5 separate regions of the Mus musculus genome follow, and regions 1, 2, 3 and 5 are each linked to region 4. A link is a contact called in public HiChIP or PLAC-seq, Micro-C and promoter capture Hi-C data. All regions are on one chromosome and are shown on one strand. The core of a region is the stretch at or near the end of the contact, and the rest is flanking DNA. Distances in the headings are between cores, read along the strand shown. Region 1 overlaps Shroom3 (shroom family member 3). Region 2 overlaps Gm42116 (a long non-coding RNA gene). Region 3 overlaps Shroom3 (shroom family member 3). Region 4 holds the start of Sowahb (sosondowah ankyrin repeat domain family member B). Region 5 has its middle 30 kb from the start of Ccng2.

What was found. Promoter capture Hi-C pulls out the DNA fragments that hold promoters and counts their contacts. Hi-C and Micro-C count contacts between places; a contact is called where the count stands out from the background. HiChIP or PLAC-seq counts read pairs in DNA pulled down with a chosen protein or histone mark.
Region 1: a Micro-C map of embryonic stem cells shows a contact between it and region 4, with 1.8 times the contacts expected there. The contact joins the enhancer-like site here to the promoter of Sowahb in region 4. A contact is called at or near these places in 2 of 39 promoter capture datasets (cranial neural crest and embryonic stem cells), 2 of 484 Hi-C or Micro-C datasets (cortical neurons and embryonic stem cells) and 1 of 9 other capture datasets (adipose tissue).
Region 2: a promoter capture Hi-C map of liver shows a contact between it and region 4. The contact joins the enhancer-like site here to the promoter of Sowahb in region 4. A contact is called at or near these places in 6 of 39 promoter capture datasets (the C10 cell line, cranial neural crest, embryonic stem cells and 3 more), 1 of 484 Hi-C or Micro-C datasets (cerebellum) and 2 of 115 datasets of contacts at active chromatin or transcription factors (hepatocytes and pancreatic cancer cells).
Region 3: a promoter capture Hi-C map of cranial neural crest shows a contact between it and region 4. The contact joins the enhancer-like site here to the promoter of Sowahb in region 4. A contact is called at or near these places in 6 of 39 promoter capture datasets (cranial neural crest, embryonic stem cells, frontonasal cranial neural crest and 2 more), 1 of 484 Hi-C or Micro-C datasets (embryonic stem cells), 1 of 115 datasets of contacts at active chromatin or transcription factors (pancreatic cancer cells) and 1 of 9 other capture datasets (adipose tissue).
Region 5: a contact with region 4 is called in an HNF4G HiChIP or PLAC-seq map of pancreatic cancer cells. The contact joins the enhancer-like site here to the promoter of Sowahb in region 4. A contact is called at or near these places in 9 of 39 promoter capture datasets (the C10 cell line, the HPC-7 cell line, HPC-7-derived erythroid cells and 5 more), 1 of 484 Hi-C or Micro-C datasets (liver) and 2 of 115 datasets of contacts at active chromatin or transcription factors (intestinal villus epithelium and pancreatic cancer cells).

Annotation. Positions count from the first base shown.
Region 1 is chr5:92,840,201-92,844,231 of GRCm38.p6, forward strand. The region is part of intron 2 of Shroom3 (shroom family member 3); the gene reads left to right. Among named protein-coding and RNA genes, the nearest start is that of Mir1961, 54 kb to the left of the region's middle. Within about 2 kb of position 1,416, at least 44 of the 459 cell types and tissues checked have an H3K27ac peak or open chromatin away from gene starts, as enhancers often do. A contact at or near this core is called in adipose tissue and embryonic stem cells, where this site is marked.
Region 2 is chr5:93,223,408-93,227,959 of GRCm38.p6, forward strand. All of the region lies in intron 1 of Gm42116 (a long non-coding RNA gene), which reads left to right. Among named protein-coding and RNA genes, the nearest start is that of Gm42116, 4.0 kb to the left of the region's middle. Within about 2 kb of position 1,809, at least 6 of the 459 cell types and tissues checked have an H3K27ac peak or open chromatin away from gene starts, as enhancers often do.
Region 3 is chr5:92,891,071-92,895,185 of GRCm38.p6, forward strand. All of the region lies in intron 2 of Shroom3 (shroom family member 3), which reads left to right. Among named protein-coding and RNA genes, the nearest start is that of Mir1961, 100 kb to the left of the region's middle. Within about 2 kb of position 2,426, at least 19 of the 459 cell types and tissues checked have an H3K27ac peak or open chromatin away from gene starts, as enhancers often do. A contact at or near this core is called in embryonic stem cells, where this site is marked.
Region 4 is chr5:93,043,090-93,047,148 of GRCm38.p6, forward strand. It overlaps Sowahb (sosondowah ankyrin repeat domain family member B), which reads right to left and starts at 1,933. Exons shown (of 1, transcript NM_175270.4): 1 at 1-1,933. The coding sequence starts at 1,769.
Region 5 is chr5:93,295,522-93,299,751 of GRCm38.p6, forward strand. No RefSeq gene overlaps it. Among named protein-coding and RNA genes, the nearest start is that of Ccng2, 30 kb to the left of the region's middle. Within about 2 kb of position 1,405, at least 83 of the 459 cell types and tissues checked have an H3K27ac peak or open chromatin away from gene starts, as enhancers often do. A contact at or near this core is called in intestinal villus epithelium, liver and pancreatic cancer cells, where this site is marked.

The DNA of each region.
Region 1 (4,031 bases), core at 166-2,665, 200 kb before region 4:
GCTGAGAATTAAACTTGGATCCTCTGGAATAGAAGCAAGTGTTTGTGATCACTGAGCCATTTCTCCAGCCCTGCCACTAGTAACATGAACATTAAAATGATAGTTAATGTCTCCTCTGTTGTCTGAATTAATTTTTATCAGGTTATCTAATAATATTGCTTATAATAAGTTCCCCTCCTCTTCCTCCTCCTCCTCTTCCTCCTCCTCTTCCTCCTCCTCCTCTTCCACCTCCTCCTAGTACAGACAGAATTGAGTCCCAGGCCAAGTATCGCATTTAGTAATCATCTTTTTAGCCTTTGTTTAGTGACACCCTTTCTTAAACAAGAGTCATTTTTAAAGAATTGTCCTTTGTTTCTACAGACACCGGGAACAGGTCTTAATTTAACTTTCTGACCTACATAGTTTTGTATCATTTGTTTTTGCCATAAAAGGGATCAGACCTAAAGCCGTGTGAGTGGCAAGCAGGCTTTCCTGAGCTATGCACCCTCCCTCACCCCTCACCTCCCCGAGTGTTATCACTTCAAACAGGGTCTCACTAACTTACCCAGACTTCTCTAGCCTTAAATTTGCAATCCTCTTACCTCAGCCTCCTGGCCTGGATTCCAGGCGTGTACTTCCGTGGCCTGCTCTCTGTATCATATTTGAAAAATCATTTATTTTGTTGAGTTTTCTAACCCTGAGCATGGTGCTACATGCCTGTGCCTGGTCCTTGGACCCGGGCTGTGAGGTTTCTTTCTGTCAACCCATCTAGTCTCAAGGTTACACACTTCCCACAGAGAGGTTCGGTAAAGCCATTGACCAAACCTCCTCACATCACGATGAAAGTTGTAAACAAACATTTGTTTATTCCTAAAATCTTCAAAGTTACCAAATAACCCCATGATCATAAAGAAGTATAAAAACAGGAGTTTGGTATAAAAATGGGACTTTGGTAGGAACATCAGAATTCACACTGTTGAAGAATGCATGATAAGGCTAGAGACTATCTCAAGAAACCAATGATGTGATCATTTTGGGAGAGAGACAGGAAACTGGATGAGGGCAGGATGGAGAAGACAGGATAGATGCAGTGGGCTTTAAAGTACAAGAGGAAGTAGAGGATATGGTTCAGAGACTGAATATACCTAACATGGAAATCAACCCCCAGCACCTAAAACAACCAAAAAACCAAACCCAAACAACAGCAAACCCAGTAAAAGGTGTTTGATCACTACGAAGGCTCATGCAGCATGTTTAATACCCCAGTGACTTGTGGAATTGTTTGGTGACCTGGTCATCGTGTTTGGTAATGTGATGGTTTGGGGGTGGGCTCTGTTGGTGAGGGCATCCATTGGGCAGATGGAACCCAGAGCTGAGCTGGGAAAGCATTTCTTTCCTAGAGCCTCTTTGTGAGTTTGGTCTTCCTTCCCTTGGGCGTAGCTGTGTGGAATGAGCTCATCTGTTATGATAATGGTTCCCCAGACTGGGCTCACTCCCACATCTCCCTGGAGCCAAATCTTTTACTTGAATGTCAACAAAATGGCAGCTCTCAGCAAGGGAACATTCTTGATTCCTGAGATGGGGAACGGAGCCAGGCACTTGTCCGTTTGTTTTCAGATGGACTGCTTCTTATGTTGTAAATATTTAACCATTCACCATAGACTTCTTACCGGAGTTTCTGTTTGGTTTTCTGTTAATTCCATTTCTCATAGGCAGATAAAAAAAGGCTCTCACTTTCCAGAAACCTTTTTGGAAGCAAAAATTTATTATCTTTGAGAGAATTTGATAATTTGATTTGGGGGAGAATGAGAGAGAGAGAAAGACAGACAGACAGAGACAGATGGCAAAGACACAGGGAAAGAGACAGAGAGACACAGAAAGAGACAGACAGACAAAGATACACAGGGAAAGAGACAGAGATAGACAGGCAGAGAGAGAAAGACAGACAGACAGAAAGAGAGAGAGATAGACAAAGACACAGGGAAAGAAAGAGACAGAGACAGACAGGCAGAGAGACAGATGGATAGACAGACAGACAAACAGATGGACAGACAGAGATATAGAAAAAGAGAGACAAAGAGATCTGGAAGGCATGTTTTTCCATTGATCGGGTAAAGTGAACTCACCCAGTGTACGTGAAGGTAAAATAGAAGGTAATGATATTTGTAAAGAAATAATACGATTGCCATGAGCATCCTTATTGTTCCCTTCCTGTCTTTGTCTCAGTTGCTGATGGTGATGGCTAAAACCACCAAGTTTTTGTTTTGGTTTGGTTTGGTTTGGTTTTTTTCCTGCTCAATTTCAGACCTTCTACTCAAAGAACCTACATAAAGTTTGTGGTTTTGAGAGTCTAGAGAAGGGCCATTAGCCACCAAAGCTACTGGGGAAGGCCGGAGTGATCTTATCTCTCTAAGCAAAACGACTTCCAGTAGCTTCCTGCCGCCAGGAAGTCCGCAGTCCGCAGTTCCGCAGTCCGTAGTTCGAGGGGTTCTGAAAGCCTCTCATGGTGCTTGCACTTTGAAAGAAACTTCAAGAACACATTAGGCATAGACTTTAACTCCCCTCTGTTTGCTGTCTCAGTGATATATTTGTTTATTTTAGGGCAAAGGGCCCATATAGCACCTAGTTTGTGCTTTTGGTTTAATTTATGATGCTTATGTTTGAGATAGTTGGTTCTTTTTTTTGGGGGGGGGGTGTTAATTTCTTCTTGCTTCTCCCTTCTCCACCCCCCACCCCAAAGATCTCAGGTTATATCAAGTCCGTGGACAGCAAAGCAAGAAAGCCCCTGAAGACTGCTTGTTTCGAATGTCTGATGGTACTTGGATCACAATCAGCCTCTAAGTTCAGAGAGTGCAGGGTCTAACTGGAAACACTACCTTACAGAGCCAGCCTGTCTGCCAGGGCCTGGCACAGTTTACAAAATTGCTTCCTGGCTTCTCAGCCAACCCCAGAAAAGCCAAGGAAGGTACTCTGGTTTTAGCTTAAGAGTCCAGAATGAACCAGACAATCAGAACGGCTACCTGACCCCAGACCTGGCTCTTTGAGGAGTTAGAATATTTTTTTTTTTTTTTGGTTTGTTTTTACCCATCTTAATGCACTTATTGCCTCTAGGAAGGAGATATTTTCGGTAAGTTATTATTCATGGAGAATGCCCAAAGCATCCCTCTTCCCCATTGACTGGTAAATGTGATGGGGGCTTTTTCCCTTCTTGATGGCTGTGTCGAGACAACCCTCTTCTGCCTTTCCAGGTTAGCCTCCAGTCTCTACACAGAAGTGTTTTCAGCAGTGTAAGCGACAACCGTGCAGTTACAAGGGTACTCTGATAATCTGAAAGGAGGCATCCAGCAAGCTCTGAGTCGTCTACATCTCCTTTCTAAAGCAATGCATGAAGAGAAGTTAGGTACAGTTCCTAAGAAAACTTGTGCCCATCCTACATTTAGCTAATTTCAAATGATCTACACAGTGCTTGTGTTTTTTGGTTTTTTTTTTTTTTAGATAATCTTTGTAGTTGAGAGAAATTCATATTTTAAGAGTTTACCCTTCACACCCCCCATTTTCTGGCTAAGATTGACTGTAAAAGAGTTACCCAGGATTTAAAACCCATGAATGAAATGACCATAAAACCTTCACATCACCCCCTCTATCTCTCATTAAAATGCCAGGATGAGAAATGGCCGCAGGCATGCCCTGCCTTTGGTCAGGCGTTCCAGCTTCCCCCCCATCCCACCCCCCTGCACTTCTGGCCTCTCCTCGGGGCCACTTGCTGTGATCAGTGCCTTGTGCTTGCTGATGGAGGTTTTCTTTTGGAATAGGTGCCTGCCCTTGGTCTTGTGGCTTTGACACTGAAGCACTGTTGTCTGTGAAAGACAGTATATTATAGCTCCCGGTGCCCCCTCTGCTCCAGCCTCTTCATTCTTGGAAGGTTTCTGTGTTTCCTGGGAGATGAAGCATGTGCGGTGCTTGCTCCGGCCTTAGTGATTTCAGAAGGCCCTCGGGCCTGTTTTGTTGTTCAGGTTTCTAAGGGTGGGTGAGGGGCATGAGAATTGCCAGCC
Region 2 (4,552 bases), core at 559-3,058, 180 kb after region 4:
TTGCATCCAGGGTCTAATGCCTCCCTCGATACCTGCTTGGGCGAAGCTATGATTTCTCACATGGAAAAATTCGTTACTTCCTCCCCTGTAGTCCCCGTCTATCGGGATGCTTAAAAATGTCTGTGATCTCCTAAAATGTATTACTTGTTTATATTATTGGTTTTTTATAAAAAAGATTTATATATTTTATTGATATGAGTACACTCTTGCTGTCTTCAGACACACTAGAAGAGGGCATTAGATCCTATGACAGATGGCTGTGAGCCACCATGTGGTTGCTGGGAATTGACCTCAGGATCTCTGGAAGAGCAGTCGGTGCTCTTAGCCATTGAGCCATTTCTCCAGCCCCTGTATTATTGTTATAGAATATATTCCTCCATTTCCATCACTCTCCACTGGAATGTAAATTTTTTGAAATGACAAACTTTCTTTTTTCAAAGTGTAAAAAAATTCTTGAACCTTGTAGGTACTCAATACATATCAGATTAATTTTTAATGTGATTTGGTTGGATTCAAAGACCATTACATGACTTAGATTTGTGTAGTATGTGTGATGATTTGTTTATAAAAATGTATTTGTACATATAAAAATTCTGAATGTATTTTTTAATTTAATTGAAAGGGATTGCCGCTGAAGACTGGGGTAATTAAAATTGACAGTTATCTATTGCTCTTGTAGTAGCATAAAAATAAAGGTCTCATTTTAAAGTACTAACTGGTGTCAACCAGTTCTTTTAATTTACCGTGACAGTTCCCTGACATCTTTTGGTTCCCTACCCCTTTTCTCACAATAGTTTTTCCAACCCTCCTTCATTCTTGTTAAGAATTTGTGCTGGGCCTGGCAGTAGTAATACTGGCCTTTAATCCCATCACTCAGAAGTCAGAGGCAGACAGATCTCTGTGGATTTGAGTCCAGCCTGGTCTACAGAGTGAGATCTAGAACAGCCAGGGCAAACACAGAGAAACCCTGTCTTGAAAACAAAACCCATCCATCTCAAAAATATTAACTCAGAATTGCTCCTGTCTAAAAGAAATGCAGGGACAAAGAGTGGAGCAGAGATTGAAGGAAAGGCCATCCAGAAACTGCCCCACCTGGGGATCCATTCCATCTGCAGCCACCAAACCCAGATACTATTGTTGATGCCAAGAAGTGCTTGCTGATAGGAGCCTGATATAACTGTCTCCTGAGAAGCTCTGCCAGAGCCTGACAAATAAAGATGCAGATGCTCGAAGCTAAACATCTGACTGAGCTTGGGGACCCTAATGGAGAAGTAAGGGCAAGGACTATATATGAAGGGGTTTGCATCCCCATAGGAAGACCAACAGTATCAACTAACCAGACCATCCAGAGCTCCTAGGGACTAAACCACCAACCAAAGAGGGACCCATAGCTCTAGCTGCGCATGTAGCAGAGGATGGCCTTATCTGGCATCAGTAGGAGGGGAGGTCCTTGGTCCTGTGGAGGCTCAATGCCCCAGTGTAGGGGAATGCTAGAGGTGGGAGTAGAGGGATGGATGGGGGAGCACCCTCATAGAAGTAGGGGGAAGGGATGGGATAGGGGGCTTGCAGAGGGGAAACTGGGAAGGGGGGGGACAACATTTGAAATGTAAAGAAATAAAATAACCAACAAAACAGAACAAAGCAGAAACAAGAGCTCGTGCTCGATGTTCTGTCTCACTAATCTGTTTTGCTCTGAGCAAGCAGTTTGAACCATACTAATCACAACTCTGGCATTGAGACTTCTAAGTGGAGTCAGCCAAGAGCCACAGCTAAAAATCCAGAGCAGAGTGAAATGGATTATCCCTTCTGTTACCAGTTTCCTGCAGATTCCTTCTCTCTTTACCTTGCGGCCACAGCTCTTGCCTTCCTCACAGTTTTCTCTGCGTGTCAGTAATTAATTCCTTCTGTACTCCATCAAGGCTAGGGATGATAATAGCTACTCGAGATTGCTAACCCCGGCCTGGCATAGCATTCTTATTTATAAACTCATCCAAACGCTGCTCAAACTCAGCGTTCCGTGTCTGCTCTGTCAGGAGCCCAACAAAGCCAACACTGAACGCCATCTTCTATCCACTCTCCGCAGATGTTCTCTCCTCTCTCTCTAGTTCTGCCGAGGCTGTCCATTGGCTGTGCATCACCATGGTGCTGACAGTGGTCCTTAGAGTGGCTCACATCTCCATCTCTCAAGAGAAGATGACATAGCTTGCCCGCAGCAGTAGCGTGGGCATCCATCCCTGCCTTGCTCTTCTTCTAGAGATGTCTCTCCTTCAAGAGCAACTCGACTTCTCCCACTCTGCGCTCTGAAGTTCTCAAGCTTTGTTTTAAATCCTGTGGTAAAAACATTTTAAAGAAGACTTTGCAATTGTTGCTACTTTATTATTTTTATTCAGATAATTTCAAATGTGTTTGCCCTAATGTGTTAAATGCCAGCCTCCCCCGGCCCCCCGATATTCAATGCTTTCCATAGATTTCCAACTGTTCCCTTAATCTCATGATGTCAGCTCATTTTTTCTCCACCTGGATTTTTCTGCAATTATCTGTGCTTTTGCCCACTGAGTCCTACAGTCTCTTAAACTCACATAGTTGTTTTGCCTTTTTAAAGGCAGATTCTCCTGTAGTCAACGATTCTCTTAAATGCCAGATCCTCCAGCCTCTGCCTATCTAGGTTTGCAGGCTTAATCCACTACATCTGGCTTTGAAGGTGTTTTTAGACTTGTTGTTGCTTGGTGTGAGGGTGTGGTGTGGTGTGGCTGTGGTGTGCTGTGGCTGTGGTGTGCTGTGGTACATGCCTGTGAGTGTGCTGGTAGGTCTCCCTGAGCAGGACATCTATGCTTTCCTCAATCACCCTCAGCCTTGTTGCCTTGAGACCGGATCTAACTCTACCCATTTTTCTGCTGGGCTGCCTGACAAACAAGCTCTTAGGTCCACCTGTCTTTACCCAGAATGCTGGGGTTACAGGTATACATGGTAACTCTAGGGTTTTATATGGGTGTGAGGAATTAAAATACTGGTCCCAATGCTTGCAGAACAATGTTCTTGCCTATAGGCACAATGTTTTTGTACACTTTACACTGTGTAAAGGTTATCCTTATGTTATTCAAATGCTGGTTTCTCTGCCCTTGTATGTTGTTTCAATATAGATATGACATTTGCTTAGGTCAAGAGTCTCCTGTCTAAAAGAAAAAGAAAAAGAAAAAGAAAGAAAAAGAGAGAGAGAGAGAGAGAGAGAGAGAGAAAGAAAGAAAGAAAGAACAAAAGAAAGAAAGAAAGAAAGAAAGAAAGAAAGAAAGAAAGAAAGAAAGAAAGAAAGAAAGAAAAGAAAATCTCATGGCTGGGCAGAAGAGAAAACATGGTGGGACTTCCACCAGCCAGGGGAAGGAGAGGGGGGAGAGAGAAAGAGACAGAGGAGACAGAGACAGAGAGAGATTTAGTTTGGTCATGAGGAGGAAGAGAGTTCTTAAAGAGTGCAGCTGGATTATGAAAGCCCTAATTGCAAGTATTATTTAGGATATGGCTGGGAGATAGTCAGATTAGTTTAGGGTTAAGATAGAACATTTGACTGCCCAGATATTGAGGTGAAGTTTTAGAATAAATCTTGGTTATTCTGTGTGTTATTTGGGGAACAAACTAAGGCAAAGGAAAACAGCCACCATATTAATTTTCAGATTAAACTTATATTAAAAGTTACATTTACACTTATCCACTGAGCTATTCTTTTAGCTCTTCAGACTTATTTTTAATACCTCCATTTTCCACATTAATAGGAGGCAGGAGTTACTCCATTGTTGGTGGAAGGGGAAAGGCCCATTGTGAAAGCTACATGTTGACCACAAATGCTACAATGGAGACAGATGCTTGGTTAAGTGGAACATTAGTGTTAAACCATTGAACTCAGGAACACTCTGGTTGAGCAAAGAGCTTGCCTTGGGGGCAAGATAACTAAGCTGCTAGATAAGAAGGGCTGGGCTCTGCGAAGTGCCAGAGGCTGGCTGGCTCTAAAGGTCTTCTCCCGGGTAATAGATGCAAGGCAAAGTTGCCGCATAATGTAATCTTACTTCTTTTTTTTTTTTAAAAATTTGATATTTTCTTTATTTACATTTCAAATATTATCCCCTTTATTGATTTTCCCTCCAGACACCTCCTATCCCATCTCCCCTCCCTCTGCTTCTATGAGGGTGCTCCCCCCCCCCACTCCCACTTCTAATGTAGCTAGTTATAACAGACTAAATTGTGAATGGTGACGCCTTCTAACAAGAAAGCTTCCCCCTATCCCAGGTAGGAGACCACTCCAAGGCATTAAATGATAGATAACCGAGAACAAATACAGCTGCACTTTGGTAGCTGTGACAGCGTTTAGGTCCAAGGCAGAGTTAGAAGACTAACCACATGAAGGACCACACGAGGACAAAGACAACACCAGTTTAGTGAACAGCCAGTCAGATACCTGCAAGGTCAGTGGTAGCAATGATGGCTGGGGCTAGCTAGTATCCAGGGGAGGTCAGCTGTTAACAAAGCATAAGTCAGAGATGGTCAAAGAAGGGTTTCAAGCACC
Region 3 (4,115 bases), core at 1,176-3,675, 150 kb before region 4:
GTGTGAGTATGTGTTGGAGGGAGAGTGTGAGGGTATATCTCTGGTCTCTGGGTTGCAGTCTTCCCAGTGTTGACATCTAAGCATGCTGCCAACTGGGATAGTGGTGTCTGTCCCCACCTCCTATTGACCAGGCCTTGCCCGTTTAGCTTCTGCAGACACTTTTGTACCTGTTCTAAGTCACTGGGCAGCAGGGTTGGTGGAAAGGACAACCTCTCTTCAGGCCAAGCGCCCCAGGAGTGTATTTCTTTGATGAGTCCACCAGAGCCTCCAGCCAGGACCTGGAACGCTGCTAATGTCCCTCTGGCCCCCGAGGCTCTCCCTACCCTTCTAACGTTAGTTCTAAAGAGTTGTAATTTTTTAATTTTTTTTAAAGATTTATTTATTTATTATATATAAGTCCACTTCAGCTGTCATTAGACACCGAATAAGGCATCAGATCTCATTACAGATAGTTGTAAGCCACCATGTGGTTGCTGGGATTTGAACTTGGGACTTTTAGAAGGTTAGTCAGTGCTCTTAACTGCTGAGCTATCTCTGCAGTCCCAAAAGTTGTAATTTTTGTTGTGGGAGAAAAAATGGCTCTGACCAGAGCAATGGTTCTTAACTTTCTTAATGAAGTGACTCTTTAATACAGTTCCTCATGTTGTGGTGAACCCCCAATCATAAAATTATTTATTTGCGGGCTGGAGAGATGACTCAGTGGTTAAGAGCACTGACTGCTCTTCCAGAGGTCCTGAGTTCAATGCTCAGCAACCACATGGTGGCTCACAACTACCTGTAATGGGATCTGATGCCCTCTTCTGGTGTGTCTGAAGATAGCTACAGTGAACTCATATACATAAAATAAATAAATAAATAAATCTTAAAAAATTATTTATTTGCATTGCTACTTCATAACTGTAATTTTGCTACTATTATGAATTATAATATAAATATTGGATATGCAGGATATTCAATAGGCAAAAAAAAAAAAAAAAAAAAGCCTGCAAAAGGGGCATTTGATCCTCAAAGGGTCATGACCCACAGGTTTCTTTTATAACTTCTATGGATTGTGATGGTTCATCTGTGCCTTGTCAGTGAATGGTACTAGCTGGGAGGGAGGGGGCTACCAGGAATTCAATAGAATTAAAGGAACAACTGATACCTCACTAGCTCTCCTTCCTTAAACATACCTAGTCAATGATTACCCAATATAATCTTCATCATAACCTTTCATGGGAGCAGTAATTAGTCTCATTTTATAGAGGAAAAGCTGAACTTTGGTGAGATCCATTTACCGTGCCTTCAGCAGGCCAACTATTGAAGCTGTGAAACGGACTCTTCGTTCTTATCCGCTCAACTTGCTTAACTGGAGGTGGGGGTGGTGGGGGGAGGGACATGACTGAGACCCATCTTCCTTTCCTTCCATCCACATGGTTTCAGCTGTGGAGGCCAACCTGGCCTCATTTTGAAAGCCTCAGGCTTGGATTATGGAACCTGTCCCAACACCCACATCTTTGAAAAACTCTTTTCAGAAATCAGAGTTTGCCATTGAGCAGAGAGCCATCTAATAGCCCAGGGCTGGCTCCAAGGCCAGTTACAAAGTAGCGTGTACTTTGGAGGTTGGATACTGAATGGAAGTAGCCAGGGAGAAAGAAAGAATGAGGACAAAATGTGACAATTCCTCATCTTAAGCTATTTCAAAACTTCCTAAATTATATTCTGTCAACTAAAATAGAAGTAGAAATGAAGTTGGAGTATTTAACTCATTCTAGAACTTGACTGTCAAATTATTTTAGGCACCAAAGTCAGTTTCTTGGGTCTAGAAGTGTGTACTGTGGTTGGTGACACAAATGGTAAGTAAGCATATGTGAGCTGCAACCACATTGCTGACAGCTGTTAATCAGCTACTGTCATTCTATTGGAATTGTTTGCTTTCTAGACTTGCCAGCCAGGATGCTGGGGAACGAATATAGCCCCCAAAACTTTGGAATTCCACACAAAGACACCAGATAACAAATATGTATTTAAGCTATGCACGTCAGTAAAGTTTGGAGGTCTTAGGCTGTGATTATGTCTGTTTGTCCATTTGTCGTGTGGGTGCCTGCACTTTTATACCACCTTTAAAATAGGTAAATCCTTTTGAGATAGGATTTCATGTATCCTAGGCTGGCCTCAAATGTGTACTATAGTTGAAGACCTTGAGTTTCTGATTGTACTTCTCCACCTCCCAGGGGCTGTGGTTGTAGAAGTGGTACCACAGTGGATGCAGGGATTAAATATCTAACTTCATGCTTGCTAGCCAGGCAAGCACTCTCCCAACTGAACTGCATCCCCAGGTTGCTTTCAGTTTCTAAGATAAACTTCAAATCTTTGAGCCAAGGCAGCCCAGAAAGAATGTTGTCGATTCTTGTCTCCTTAGTTACTGGGGATGCTGACCCCGGACGACTGTTACTTATTAACAACCTTCATAATGTTGACAATGACCTGTCATTTCTATGAGGACAAGGACCATCCTTACCTAAAACTGTTTCTTCCAGTTTACATCATCCCCCTCCTCCATTAGTGATGGTTTGTTCTTTCCTCCCCGTGCTCCTGTTTAAATCAGTATGGGTTTTACACAGGGTCCCAGCTCTGCTCCAGCGAAACAAGCTTGCTGTGGGGGACCAGGCAGTGGCAGTAAGTGTTTGTTGCTGCCCCAGTAATCAATGAACCTTGCCTACCTAGTCCTCTCCCTGTCTTTTCTTAGGGTTCTGACCTCTACAAGAGCCTGCATAGCTTTCTGGGTAACAGCCAGGGTTACATAAAGGCCTTTATGTGGGCCCTTGTTTCCTGGGCTCCAAAGAACAGAACACCTGGAGGTGCCTTTGTAAACAGGATTTAGCTGGCTAGGGTTGAAGATGCCTTAAGTAAGGAGGGAGAATTAAGGGAGGGGTGGGCTCAGCTGCTTTCAGTGTGAGCATTATTTAAGGGAAGGGGGCCGTGCCAGCAGCACTGGGGGGAGGGGAGAGAACAAAGTGGCTCTTGGAAGTTGTAAAATATGATTGTTTCCCCCTTTACAGTCCAACCTAGAAAACAAGGCATCTCTTAGACTCCGAGTGGCCTTCGGCGAGTGGCCTTGCTTTAAGCTTCCATTTTGACATTTTATTCACTGGAAAAAGTTGTCTGGTTTTCACATTTTGTTGTCTCTTAAAAAAAATTTTAAAAAGTATTTATGAGAGTGACGGTTTTACCAAAAGTTGTATCATGCTCCCCTAAAACTTGAGCACTGTTTCAGAAAGTAGCATTATCGTTCATCTTTCTAAAAATTCCTCCATGAAGCAGTAAGTTTGTAGTTTGGAATCTTCCTCGGGTTTATGCTTGCTGATATTAATTCTTAGTTTCTAGAGTATTCAACAGATATGGATTTTTTTTTCTAAAGTGTAAATATTCAAAACAGCATGCAGATGAATCAAGGAATTTATCATACTGCTGTAGGAAGAGAAGGGTCCTATTGTGTGTGTGTGTGTGTGTGTGTGTGTGTGTGTAAAAAGCATGCTTAAATATATTTCTTATATAATAACTTTGTTTGGAAAAAAGTCACACTGAGTTCTTAAGAACTAATGACAGCCTATTTATAAGTAAAATTTAGCCTAATATTTTAAAGGTATAACATATATATTATAAAAGTATTGGGGCTGGTGAGATGGCTCAGTGGTTAAGAGCACCAGCTGCTTTTCCAAAGGGCCTGGGCTCAAGCATTCATCAGACAGCTAACAATGGTCTGTAACTCCAGTTCCAGGGGATCCAAAGCCCTCTTCTTTGGGCAGGAGATGTGCAGGTGGTGCACAGACGGACATGCAGACAAAACACCCATACACATGAAAAAGAAATGTATACTATCAAAATTAGAAATAGAGAAATAAATCTTATGTATGGCTTCTGAATCTAATCTTTAAACATATAATTAATTAATTGTGTTAGATTAACGTGACGTAATTCATAGAACAAGGCTGAAGCTGGAACTTAGGGATGTATACCAGTCATCTTTTTTGTTTGATAAAGATACTTATTCTCACAAGTTTGTCCTTTCTGGTAAGAACTTAACAACTGCACTAGGAAAATAAGCTTCACATGGACTAGGAGCTAGGCCTTCT
Region 4 (4,059 bases), core at 683-3,182:
GCCAGCTGGGGGTCCTCCCAGAACAAAGTCAGCACGTGAAGCCAGGAACCACTGGCAAGCCTCACAATCCACTCATGCTCCCTGGTGTCTAGAGGGACAAGGGGGGACCTGTGCTCAGAAGGTCTGTGGGGTATCAAGGCTGCAGATCCATCCCTGCTTGGGATCCATGAAGAGTGTGGCTGACTGGCCACAGCATTAGCATCTGCCAATTTCTGTACCAAAACAGCATCCACCCTTGGGCTGGGCAGGGCTCCTGCCTTGGAAGGTTTCCTGGACCGAGGTGGGCGCCGACTCCTTTTCCACAAGTCCTCATCAGGATGCTCCTCGTCTGAGGAAGAAGGAGATTTGGTTCTTCCTGTTCGAGAGCTCCTCCTGACAGACCTTCGGAACTTGAGGGCAGGGAAGGGCTCTTGGGGGTGGTCTCCAAGGCTTTTAGCCACTGTTGGGACCTTCCGAAAACTGGGCGCATTCCCTCTATATCCGAGGTCCCGCCGGATCAGGCAAGGGCTGTCGTTTGGTGGCAAAAACAGATCCTCAACTGGATCCCTGAGCTCCCCCCAGGAGGAAGTTCTCAAGACAGGTTGCAGCCCCTCTTCGGGGGTTCCGGGAGATTCTTTGGGTCCACTGCTGCTCTCCTCACTTCCATGGCTCTCTTGCTCCACAAAGTCATTCAGATCCTGGAGGGACAGCTGACAACGAATGCTTCGAAAGACGGTAGATGGAGCGTTCCCTGGCCAGGATTCTGAGGACTCATCGAGAACCACGGGAAGGAGAGAATGAAAAGACAGAGCGGGCTCTGGCAGCGCCGAGCTGGTCTCCGAGACCCCAAAGGCGGTTTCTGAAGGTAGCTGGAGGAAGTTGTCTGGCAACACCGACCAGGCGCGAGTGGGCGCCTGGATCTCGGGCTCAGGCACCTGCAGGTATCTGGCTACCCACTCTTGAGTGCGCTGGTGCTGTTGCTGCAGCTGCTGGGTTGAATGGTTCGGGGAGCCGGCGGTAAACAGCTCCAGTGGCTCTCTGGAGGGCGCCGGGTGGGGCGGGAGAGCAGGCGGGGACGTCGGGCTGCCAGCAGCCTCGACGGCGGTCGGAGGCCAGACAGGCGGTACAGATCCAGGCGCGTGCTCGGCGGCCTCTCCTTCCCTCAGCCACCCCGGAGCTCCGAGGTCATCCCGGGCAGGTGCAGCGCGCTCCGGCTTCTCGCAGGCGACTGCAGGGTCTCCGAGATCTTCTGGCAGCGGCTGTCCGGTGGACTGTCCCCAGCCGTTCTGCTGGCACTCCCAGCAGCAGCGTCCTCGCGTCCCCACAGCCGCACACCTGCCTCTGGCTTGAGCAGCCTCTGGCTCCGGTGTCCTCTGGTTCGGGCTGTCCTCCGGGCTGGGGTCTGGCCCGGCCACCTTCTGCGCGCTGCCACCTACGTCCACCTGGGTCCCCGCACCTGCCGGCGGCTTCTGCGGCTCCGGGTCACGGCGGCGGTGGCCCCGCGGCTTTCCATCTACAGGGCCCGGTCGCTGCAGGCCCTCCTCCCCCAGTAGGTCCCTGTACCTCCTCTTGAGCACCACGTACTTGGTGCCGTCGGGGTCCTGGCGCACTGCGGCCACCGAGTTCACGAAGCCCTTGAAGCGCTCGCGACGCTCCTGCAGCTGGCCTGGAGACACGTGAGGGTCGCGCAGGAAGCTCTTGAAGTGGCTCAGCAGCTCTGCGTTACGCACTCGGCCCCCGGCCTGGCACAGAAAGTCCAGCAGTGCCTCCTGGCTCAGCTCTCCGGCCATCGCTGCTGGGTCCTTAGTCCCTGGGGCGGCTGCGTCTCGAGCTCCCAGCGCACTTCCCCTTCGACCGAAACCCAGGCCTGGAGAGTGTCACCTGCGCCCAGGGTGGCGCCACCCGCCTCCATCAGCCGCGGAGGCCGGCGCCGCCCGCATCCCCAGGGCGCTCCAGGAGGGCCGAGGGTCCCTAGGGGCGGGTGCCCAGGCAGAGTCCCCGCGCGCAACCCTGGTGGCAGGGGGCGGCTCCTGGGCCGCCCCTGAACGACGCTGGCCTGTCGCAGCGAGTCCCCGCAGCGAAAGTTCCCGGGATAGGTCGGAGTCGGTTTCACCTGCGCTCTGGCTACGCCTCCTCCTGGGCTCTGGGGGAAGGGCTCAGCCCGCCTCCAGTACCTCCGCCTTCTGAAGTATCCCCCAACCCCCGCCACCCGTCCGGGGTGAGTCAGGCTGGTCACAGTCGCGGGCAGCGTGGGAGGTGAGGCCGAGGGCGAACTGAGCCGGAGGGGAACAGCTCTCCCGGGCGCGCAGCTACCCCGAGGCCTGGGAGATGTCAGGCAGGTAGGCGACTGGCTGTCCCTCAGAGTGCCCGCCAGGCTAGAAACTAAAGCAGAGGGAGGTCGACTAGGTCCCTCTCTCCCCGCGGCACGAGTTACAGCTAGAGTCTTCACGGGTCAGGGTCCAATAGATTGGCTCCCCGCTGTTTCTCTTTATTAGCTCGGTCTGGGGAGGGGCTCGGGGTTCCCAATTGCAGAATCCGGCGGGATCCGGAAAAAAAAAACCCACCGAGATCCAAACCAAATCTCTTTTAGTTTGTCGATAACAAGATACTGAGAAGGCGGCTCCCAGGACATTCTCTTCAAGGAGTTCAGACACACCTGCCTAAGTCTGTACTGAGAGCGAAATCACTCTGAAAGCTACAGACGAAGGTTGGGTTTTGCCTTTCATTTTCCGGCATCATTGTCTTATATTACAATGCTCAGTGCCAGAGGTGTTGGGGGAGGATTCGCTATCAGAGAGGTCATTTCCTAGGAAGCCAAAATCCAGAGGAATTATCTCCTTAGCTAAGGTATTTGATACCCAGAGTTATTTTTTTTTAATTTAGTCTAAGATTTGTGAAGAGAAGAGATTCGCTCCATCTGTTTCATGTTGACTTCTTTGTGAAGTCTTTGCTTTGAGAATGCAAGTTTTCCTCCACACATTTAAAATGTTGAAATCGCGACGAGGATTTGATTCCACCCCAGGAAAGGGGACGCTAGACTCTCTTGGTCTGTTGAAGGGCTGCTGAGTCCACCCTGATTCAAGTTTTTCTTTAGCCCCCTTTGAAGAGGGAAGAGTTAAGCCACAGCAGCACACTTCATCCATAAAGCCCTACATTTCTGTCTGGTCTGGGTGACTCTCTTTCTTCTTTATCTTGAGTTGATTTGCATACTGTCAACAGTACCTATCTCTTGTAGCCTCAAGCCCCTTTGTCTTCTGCACAGCCTCGTTGCAGCCTTCCCTCCCCACCTTCCCTAACAGCCACCCCAAATGTCTGTGTCTCTGCAGCCTCCCATGACTGCCACGTTTCTAGCGATAAATTCTCTATTTTCTCCTCTCCTTTTACTTCACTTTACAGTTCCAGATTTTTCACTAAGAATATCTCGAGTATGTTGGTCCTGCAACTGTCAACAATGTTTTGGTATGGTCACCCTCCATCCCCCTACCCCAGCATTGGGGGATCAAACTCAGGTACTCATTTGTGCTAGGCAAGCCCTCTGTCACTGCCACTGATCAGTTGACAGTCTGTCAGATAGGCCACACCAGCAGTGTTTCATTTAAATCCCAACAGAACCCTGGTACTTTTCCATGAAGGACTTGGACTCCTTGGCTTTAAATTATCTAGGTCAGAAAGAAGGACTGTTTCTGTCTATTTGGGGCAGTTTCTAGAATTGAAACCTAGTAGTGGGTTGGCATGGAGGAGCTGTTCCCACTCCATATAACTTTGACGCCTTAAAGTAGTTATTGAAACAAATGTTTTTATATGAAACTTCAGCTCGTGCTTGTATTTATTTACTGGTGTTGAGTCTCTCAGTGAGATTCACAAGTGTGGGAGGCAGAGTCCAAATGGAAACCTCAGATGGGCAAGTCAGGAGAATCCCTCTTTGGTGCCTTGCACAAGTACATATGTTGAGTTGTACAAGTGACCAAGAGGCAGAATGGGACCGTGACTTGCTGTACTTTAAGAGGAGAGAAAGGGGAGGGACCGATGCCAAAGGTTTTGACACCATTCACCTTCAATTAAGGGTTGAATTACTAGGTC
Region 5 (4,230 bases), core at 155-2,654, 250 kb after region 4:
TGTAAAGCATATTTCTCCTCCTTCCTTTCTCCAGTTTTTGGTGGAGTTAAAAAAAAAAGATGGGGGTGGGGTGGGGGAGATGGCTAGATTAGTATTTTGAAGCAGTTTGCCTTGGCCTGAAGCCATGGAATAAAAACTTGTGTGGGTTTTCCTCATGTCTTGGTGCTTCCATCCCTAAGATAACTTCCAGGGCAAGCACATCCTTCGAAGCTGACTGTTTTGGAGGCCCCAGCAGTACTTTGGATTCTGCCAAATGGGGGTTTGGTTCTATCTCTGCCTCTTGCCAGCATTATTTTCTCTGTTGCTGTGATAAAAGATCCTGATAAAAGCCACTTAAAGAAGGATTTATTTGACTCACAGTCTGAGGGTCCAGTGCATCATGGGAAGCCTCAGCTGAAGGAACTTGAGACAGCTGGCTACATTGCACTCACAGTTGTGAAACTGTGATGGTTGCTAGGGCTCAGTCCTCTGGTTTTCATTCAGTCCAGGACTCCAGCTCTTGGAATGGTGTCACCCAGTTTTAGACCTCTCCTCTTAACCTAATGAGGGTAATCACTCCCTCAGTGATTCTAGATGCTATCTTGTTGACTGTATTAACCATTACAATGGGAAACCTCATCACTTTGAACCAGAGTTTTCTCATTTCCAACAAAAGGCTGTCAACCCATTAACACAGGTGAAGAGGCAGCTAAGGGATCGGAAAGAAGGCATTCAGAGGGTGGCAACTTTGAATATTTAAGCAGCAAATTGAAGATGGAATAGTCAAATTAGGAGCCCAAGCCAAGTTTGTGCCTTGTGTAAGCCATCTACTTAGCCTGGGAAGCTGTGGAACCTTCAAGAACATTGCCTCAGGCTTCTCCTAGTGCCCTGACCTTTGACCATAAAGAGTGATGACTAAATGTGGAATGTGGGCTGGTTCCTCTCCTCTAAGGCTTGTCTAATATGTTGTTCTGAGCTGGCCTCTCTGGTCTTTAAGCTTCCTATCTAGAAAACGAACTGGAAAATCCTGGGATAGCCGAGATGGGAGTGGGCTTCTCTCATTTCTGTGGAGCTGTGATGTGATGTTAGGTATAAAGTTCTCACTGGCCCTTGGTCCGCAGAGGCAAGTGCAATCACTCCTGGCAGGCACTCGGGAGTCTGGTATAGTTCCAGGCTTGTTTCTAAACCACTGCTCACACAGCACTCTCTGTAGAGCTGACCTTCAACCCTCTGGTTTAACCGTTGGGATTTTTTTTTTTAATTTTCCCTTTCATTTTCTTTTTCTTTTCTGATAACAGAAATTGCAGTGCCATTCGGTCTGCCAAGAGGAAGAATTCCAGAACCAGCTTGCTTGGGTTTAGACTCTGTCACCTTGAGAGCCCATTATTCATCCTCTGTGACTCTGACTCTTCAGGTGGAGCCCGGGGACTAATGAACTGGATTGTTTGCGTTGAGTCAGGATGTGTACGGCACATGGATAATAACAAGAGCTCTGTTTGTTCTGTGAGCTGTTCAATAACCACATGCCTCACCACAGTCCTATGAGTAAGCCCTATTTTTACCCCCATTTTATAGATGAGGAAACTGAAGCTTAGACAGGCTACATAGCCAGTAGGTAATAGAGACCAGAATAAAACCCAGATTTTTGTTTGTTTTTTTTTTCTCCTCTTATGCATGTCATGTTCTTAACCCCTGCTTACAGGATCTCCTGTAGTGGGTGGTTTTAAAATTGGTTATTAACTTTATTTTGAACACATACCTCTTCACTTTTATGTGTGTGTGTGTGTGTGTGTGTGTGTGTGTGTGTGTGTGTGTGTGTGTGCCAATCCTGTGGGTGCCACCTGGCTTCCAAAGAAGACCCCCTTTCCATGGGCACAGGCAGGTGAAAACTCAGGAGGGAAGTGAGGCTGGAGTCAAGAGTTATTTCCAGAGAGCACCAGTGGCATCACAAGAACAGACCAGATCCCCCTACACCCAGGCTTCGGTGCTGGTGCTGGGCTGAGCTCCAGCTGGCCTCTCGCCTCTGCTCCTTACTCCAGGTTGAGACTCATGCAGCTTCACTTGCAGCTTTGGGAACTTTTGCTCTAATTAATCCTAAGAGTGGACCTGCAGTTGGTGGCGGGTGTTTCTTTCCTTTTCTAGTTTTTTTTTTTGTCCCCCCTCTTTCCCCAGACAAGGTTTCTCAATGTAGCCTTGGTTGTTCTGGAACTCCACCTGTAGACCAGGCTGGCCTTGAACTCAAAGATCTGCCTTCTAAGAGCCTGAATTGAAGGCTTGTGCCACCTCGACACCACTGCCTGATCAGGAGGTGACATTTTTAAAGGCAGTTAGACAGACACATATGGCTTCAGGGACAGTGACAAGTCCATACTTCCTTTACCAGTTATCCCTAAACCTTCACATCTGATCACACCAGGATCATTCACAAACCCGAGACATACTATGAACTAAACTCTTATTTTCATCTCCTCAGGTTTTCCATTTCGAGGCTATCCTGTTTTGGAACTCCAACCAGGCACCGTACCCCATTTATTTAGTCAACATGTCTCCTTAGGCTGTGTTAATCACGTCCCTGTTGCTGTAATGAAACTACCATGACCCAAGCAACTTGGGAAGGAAATACTTTGTTTGATTTATGCCTCCACCTTACTGTTTATGATGGAAGGAAATCAGGGCAGAAACCTGGAGGCAGGAGCTACCGTGGAGACCATAGAGGAGTGCTGCTTCCTGGCTTGCTCCCCATGGCTTGCTCAGCCAGCTTTATTTTAGAACCCAGGACTATCTGCCCAGCGTTAGCCCCACCCACAATGGAGGGACCCCTTCCCCATCGACTACTAATTAAGAATGCCCTACCCCCTGCCTACAGCCCAATCTTACAGAGACATTTTCTGAACTGAGGATCCCTCCTCTCTGATGACTCTAGCTTGAGTCAACTTGATATAAGTAGGCAGCACAGCACAGTTTCATTTGCTCTGCCTTTCTTTATTGTTCATGACCTCAATTCTTTTTTGATCCAGAGTCTCTCTGCAACTTAGTCTGGTTTTGAGCTTGTGGTCTTCCTACCTAAGCTTCCTCAGTGCTGAGATTACAGGGTGTGCCACTGCACCCAAGTTTGAAAGGCCTTCATTGAAGAGAGCTGTTTAGGAGCTTGTCCACTGTTGGCCTATTTGGTTATGTCTGGTGATTTCCTCGTGATTGGTTACAAAAGCATGCATACCATAGGGTGAGGTATTCTCACTATGCTAAATCAGGGAGAATGTAACAACAGATCTGTCACTAGTGTAGCTGACCTGGGTCACCTGGCTAATGTGTTTGCTGGGTTTCTTCACTGTAAGGTTGTTTCCGCCCCTCCCCCCTTTTATTATGTTTTACTGTGAGTCACTAGACCTGTATATACTGAATGGGAGAGGAATTAAATTTTTCCTCCTGGAGGGGGAAATACATTCATGTATTATTTTAAAGTCCTCTGTTATCTATTTTCTTGTTAACTAGATTCTTTCTTTTAAAGCACATTTTAAACTTGATTTTTATTTTATATGTATGTGTATGGGTGTTTTTTCTTGCCTATATGTCTGGGCACCATGTGTGTATGTATACCTTGTGCCCACAGAGGCCAGAAGAGGATGTCAGATTCCCTTGAAGTGGAGTTATAGGCAGTTATAAGCCACCACCTAGGTGCTGGTAATTGAACCTTGGTCGATCACGCAGTCTTCTCTCTAGCACTCTAGATTATTTCTTTATATTAGTTTGGAGTAATAGTGTCTTATTATCAACCAGTGCTTTTCACCTCCAAATGTAGCCATAGGATCCAGCCATTCAGAAGCCTGTGCTGGGGCCTCTCATAATTCCTTCATGCAGCCTTGGAAGCAGACAAGATCCAAGTCTTTCGAGGTTCCTTCCTTGTTAAACCGTAAGAATCAATAGGTCTTTGAGTACATCAATGCATGAGTGACACAGGGGTGAGTGACTATGTCCTCAGCATTGTCTGAGGTTAAGGACATTTCATTCTCAGCACCAGTATTTGGTGAACAGATACTCATTCTTTCTTCTGAAATTCTTGGGGGCAGACTAGAAATCTTCCATAGTGTGAATAAGTTGCCGGAGGGGAATTGGATTCAGCAGCCTTTTAAAAGTGACTGAATCATTCTCTTAAAATACATCTCTAAGAACTCAGGAGTCTTCACAAGTCTTTAAATCATGAGTTCATGACTGCCTAAAGAAAGGCCTGCTTTCACCTTGCCAGGCAGGGAC